Regions from separate parts of the Drosophila melanogaster genome. Here region 2 is linked to region 1. Evidence: chromatin contacts called from public ChIA-PET data. All regions are on one chromosome and are shown on one strand. Each heading gives the region's core, a stretch centred on a gene start, on an enhancer-like site or on the middle of the called end of the contact. The rest is flanking DNA. Distances are from core to core; before and after follow the strand shown. Region 1 holds the start of lncRNA:CR44151 (long non-coding RNA:CR44151). Region 2 holds the start of lncRNA:CR44409 (long non-coding RNA:CR44409).

The links. ChIA-PET counts read pairs in DNA pulled down with a chosen protein or histone mark.
Region 2: an RNA polymerase II ChIA-PET map of the S2 cell line shows a contact between it and region 1, with 4 times the contacts expected there. The contact joins the promoter of lncRNA:CR44409 here to the promoter of lncRNA:CR44151 in region 1. A contact is called at or near these places in 1 of 107 Hi-C or Micro-C datasets (the S2 cell line) and 1 of 6 datasets of contacts at active chromatin or transcription factors (the S2 cell line).

Annotation. Positions count from the first base shown.
Region 1 is chr2L:16,627,746-16,630,457 of dm6, reverse strand. lncRNA:CR44151 (long non-coding RNA:CR44151) reads left to right here and starts at 1,285. Exons shown (of 1, transcript NR_073791.1): 1 at 1,285-1,706. All of the region lies in intron 2 of mtgo (miles to go), which reads right to left.
Region 2 is chr2L:17,428,197-17,430,979 of dm6, reverse strand. lncRNA:CR44409 (long non-coding RNA:CR44409) reads right to left here and starts at 1,274. Exons shown (of 1, transcript NR_124330.1): 1 at 823-1,274. The region is part of intron 1 of Dif (Dorsal-related immunity factor); the gene reads left to right.

The sequences.
Region 1 (2,712 bases), core at 36-2,535:
ACCAACTTAAAAATTACAACCATCCACCGCTACTATGATGATAAATAAACCGTCCACCCCTTTTGCTTAAAATCCCAGCTCGCTCACAAAAAATGGCTCATTGTCGTAAGGCAAAAAAGAATCCACGACTTTTAAATTCGCCGCCTGTTTGTTTGTTTTTTTTGTTTGAGGCTAACGAAACGTAGACCGAAATGGCCAAAACGTGTTGACAGTTTTCCCGGCTGCGGCTGCGGCTGCTTCAACTTCTTTTACATCTTCATCTACATTTTGCCCCCAAATCCCAAATCTCGCCTTAAGCATGTCCTTGAGCTGTACAATTTATTGCCGCTTTAAGTTATTTTGTCATTCTGCATTATTTCGTTTAGTTTTCCCATAGCATTTTGTTCAGCGTTGATTTTTTCACAACTCGCTTGCCTTTCTCCATTTTGTTGCGGGTGCCTCTGCCACACCCTGATTTCAATACGAAATTGCGCAATGTATTAAGAAAGCATTTTCAAGCAATTTAAAGGCAATTTTCCCACTCTCATCCGGCAAAGAAAAAAGAAATTTATGCGAATTTGTTTATTCTCTTCACTGTGAATTCGATTCATGGGGGAATTTATTTGGTGCCCGACAGTGATTATATGGCCAATATTGCGGCTTACTGCGGATTACACGGACTCCAAAAGGTATATTAAAAGATATATCTTCGAATGGGTCTTTTTTCTGGCCTATAAGCGTTAAATGCCTGACTTCATTGGCTCATGCATTGCAAATGTCACATTGTGCGAATTTAATTAGGTTGGCAAAGTATTACTTAAAGTAAGTTAAGCTTTATTAAATCACAATTGGAATTGTGTGCACTTTATTGTTAGAGATTTGTTCATTGTTTGTTATACATTTGTTTGTCGATGCATGTGGCATTCAAAGTTCACGGTCATATTTACCGGTGGCTATGCCAAAAAAAAAATATTACCCGTAGTTGTGCACAAGTACACAGGAAGAAATTCCATACCAATAATTAAAATACAGATTGAGAATACGTAGTGCTCACATTTTTTGAAAAAATTAAATTCAACATTTATTTATAGTGGTTAAATAAATATATAACTTATGAATTAAGTGTAAAGTTATTGAAGAACCGGTTTTGGTACCATATGAAGTGAGTGAATTTTGCTTTCGGTGCATGTACTCCCCACAAACCAAATCAAAGCGAGTGAAATTCTCATTTGACACGCAAAAAATGCTATTGTTGTTTCTCCACATTTTTGTATTTATTTTCTTCTTTTTGCCCATTTTGTTTGTGTTTTCCATGTGGGCCGCAGAGATTTTGCGCTTGAATATCAAACGCTGCAAAGGGGGGCGGGGCGGGAAAATCAATTACGTGTACGCGTCGCAAACGGATGTGGCAGACTACAACAGCAACACCAGCAAACACCAGCTATACCATCAGCTTTACCATCCAAAGCGGCAACACCAGCAACATCAACATTGCCACTTTAAGCCGGAAATGTGCGACAACCACAAGAGCTGGACGGGATTAGGCAGCGGAGCAAGTCGAGGGTCAAGCTCCATTCCACTCCTCGGATCTCTGGAGCGACCACGTGCCTGACATTTCAATTAAATTGCCAAAAAATATCTATACGCTGCGAGATTTATATCCCGAACACACGCACCAAAAACTTTAAGCCCGAAAAATGCAAACGAATAAATTGCGCTTCTTTGGCAAATCCCAAGCACACCAAATGAAAATATAAAAAATTGCGAAAAAATATGTACGAAATATATGTATAAAGAAAATTGGGAAACAACTTCCGTTTGATGAGAGTTGCATAAAAATACGGATCACAATGGAAAATACTTTTTTGGTCAATGCCAAAATGAAACACGTTTTTTCGCTTTTGAACAAATGACATGGAAAAAGAGTTATGGAATGAATGCATGGCATTATACTACATATTATTATATTAAATATAGCTTATTCATTAGTTCTTATTTAAAATGAAAAGGTACCACAGATAAACTGTAAATCTGCGCTGCCTTACCTATTAGGTTAAAGAAATTCTGATTTATATACAAATAAAATTTCAACTTCAAATGAATTTTCTATGAGTATGGAGAAGTCCCCTTCACATTGCAAATTTACTAGAATATATGGACAAGGCACTTAGATGATAAGCCCCTGAATAATTACTGTCTTAAGTGAAGCTAATGATTTAGCAAAATTATGTAACTGTCTGATAAACTCCGGTGAAACAGCTTGTGTAACAAATTGAATATCAAACGGAGGTGCATGGGTGATATAACTTTTAAGCCATACACGTATACCCAGCGCAGCTCAAACTGTGCAAATTGCAATTAGTGCCTAGTTGAGTTGAGAGTGTGAGACACTGACTAAATGACTAAATGAGCGATTGAGAAACTGACAGGCCAACGCAACGAGCAGACCCCGTGCCCGAATGATATAATTACGTTTCAATTAGTGCAGCAGTCTGCTGCCACATGCCCCGCAAAACTTGCAACAAATTATATTAAATGAGGAAGCCAGATGCAGGCAGACGGATGTTGGCGCTGGGGGGATTCGGGTAAAGCCCATTAAGGCGGTGATATACTGACATTGATAGTAGAGAAAATGCATCAGCTCAAGTTCTCCGTACTTGTACAAATGCCGATTTCATCTCGTTCGTTTAGCATGCAAACAAATGTTTCTGCTTCTGCTGATACCAAAAATTA
Region 2 (2,783 bases), core at 25-2,524, 800 kb before region 1:
ATTCGGGGAATCCAAAAGCCAATCAAGTGCTGCAAAGCCAAAAGCCAAAGACAAGGCAGACGGACAGGTTTTTTGTTATAGCTTAACGTTTTCTTCTCTTATGCTTCGCAAAAGTTTTGCCAATTCGTAGAGTGTTTTCTTTCCGCCAAGCTTTTCAAAATAGTGGGTTTTAGAAAAGGAAATTACACTTTAATTAAGTGTCTTATTACTGACCGTAGATATACATTTCTAGCAATTAAATCTACCTCTCTTTTATTCGCTTTTGTTTGTTTGCTTTATATATATATCAAAGTACCTTATCAAATATATAACTCGTCATTATAGAATTTAGTGCAATTTAGCAAGTATATATTGACTGCAGAAGAGCATTTGAATTCGCTGAACTAGGCTGAGTCATTTTTTTGTATCATGGCTTTTCTGCTACTCAAACATTTCGAGTTCGTCGGTAACTTGGCTGTTCGTGTTATTGATACGGCTCCCCTTCGTCCCCTTCCTTTGCTTATCACCATTATTCGTCAGCCGAATGTCTTGAATGTTAATGCACTACGCGCTTTGTTTCTTTACCTCTTTTGAGGGCGGCGCAGACCTTTCGACTTAATTCAATCACTGTGAAAAAGCTGTAGATCTGTTTTCTATTTCGCATTTTTTAACACTATTCACCTTATAATAAATTATTTTTTTTAAATTTACATGCTTCAGGCATCTGATAAAATATGCCTTTAAAGAAAATGTTAAAATTAATATTTTAATAAAATACTAAACCAACAAATGCAACAAAATCCACTTTAGATATTATTTGTCACTTAATTCAATAGGCCATTTAATATCCAGAAATCTATAATCTTTAAGTGTTTTTTGTTAAGATGTATGTGCTATTTGTTTCTCCCAGTGCATATTTGGTGGCCTTAAACTGGCGCTGGCTGAAGAGGAGCAATAAAAGCGGCAGCAACAACAAGTGGTTGCTCAACTATGCGCTCCGCCGTCAAGCCCCCTTCGCCCCCTTCCACCCCCTTCCACGATTTCTTTGGGGCTTGGCTTTGTTTTTCTGCATTCTCTCTTCCTCGCTCTCTCTCTCCCTCTCGTTCCCGCTCACGCGCGTGACCTTGAAGCGCAAATGTGCCAGAATTGCAGGGGGAGTTGTTTGGGCGGGGGTAGAGTCTTTGACTTCTCCCCCTTTTTTTCTTCTCTTCTTCTTCGGGGAGCTTAATAAAGAGTTGGAGATTTCTGTGACGTCTGATATGTTTACTGAAAGTGGCTACTACGTCATGGGGCATTTGTCATACATGTATGGCTAAAAGCACAATCGCAACTAAAATCCTTCTACAGTGATCCCTAGCCATAAAGAGCAAGAAATTTTAAAATAATAGAATAAAAGTGTGGATTACAATTGTAAATTTGATAATAACATGTTCAAAAAGTTATACAAATTGTCGTACTATATTTTCATCTATATCTAAATATTCATATTTGCTCAATAAATTGCTAAATAAATAAATATCTGTTTTCCTAACTTAAAATTTCTCAAACCCCAGAGCTGAAATAGTTTAGTTTATTTTTGCACGTCCTGAGGTATTCTTGGCTTTGTTGCAATCCTATATAGATGTAAATTGCGGCCGGGAAATTTGCTCCCAAAATGCATTTTGTCCGCAGACGAGCCCACGCTACATGAAAACTGTGTTTTTAGTTCGAAATTTTCGTGGGCTAGCAGAAATAAATTATACTATTTTCATTCATGCACAACAATAATGAAATATTTCCACCCGATTGGCAATGTTAACTGCAAATATTTTTCCCCTACGTGTTTGGTCTGCACTTGTGTTTATTTCAATGACTAAAATCTGTCTATGGAACAGAAGCCAAAAATTGAGTTAATAACTCAGTTCGACCTTAGACGTTGGCGAATCTTTTTTCGGTCTCATTTGGGAATTTTGTTGGCGTGAATTAGCAACGTTGTATGGATTTTATAATTTACATTTGCCGAGGGTCGAACTCGTTTCAGGTCTGTCAATTCCTGGGAAAATCAATAAAAACATTCAGCTGTCATACCTATATTAGATAAATAGATCTATTGTTATGCATCTGGCTAATAGTTGTCGATTTTTTTCGGCTTCTCATTCCAGAATGGCGAATGATTCACATAAAGAAAAACTTTTCCTCCTATCTGATCTTATAATAAACCTTTGATCTTGATTTGTCCAGAAACCTGTGCACTATTTTAAACGAATTTTTAATGAGAAAAGAGTTCATGTGAAATAACATCTTAGGTATTTTGAATTTTTATGATATTTCCAAACCATTCATAACAATAAATTTTCATTCCCAGCAAAAAGTACACATTTTTTTGTAAGGGAATCAATGTTTACTTATAGCCGAAAATCGAAATTGGAACACCTGCAGAGCGTTATAAAAATCTCAACACTTTTCCAAATCCACTTAAAAATCTATAACCATTTTTTCTGCTCGATGGCGTCATAGGAACGCACTTGAACACAAATACATTAGAGAGAACGAAACATTGAGTACGCACAACGGAAATGAAAATAAATAAAGGAAAAGTGAAGCAGTTTCGAAAATAAAAACAGATATTGGCACCCTCCGTCAGTTGCGATCAGCAACCATCATATCAGCAGCGGTAACTTTTTATCACGTATACGTATCACGTATACGTATCAAGTATACGAACCGAATGCATGCGATCGCAGAGAGCGAACAGCTGAGAATGGAGCCTGAGCTATCGAAGCCATTCCGAAGCTCTCTTGCAGCCGAGTGTGAAGCGAACCGCT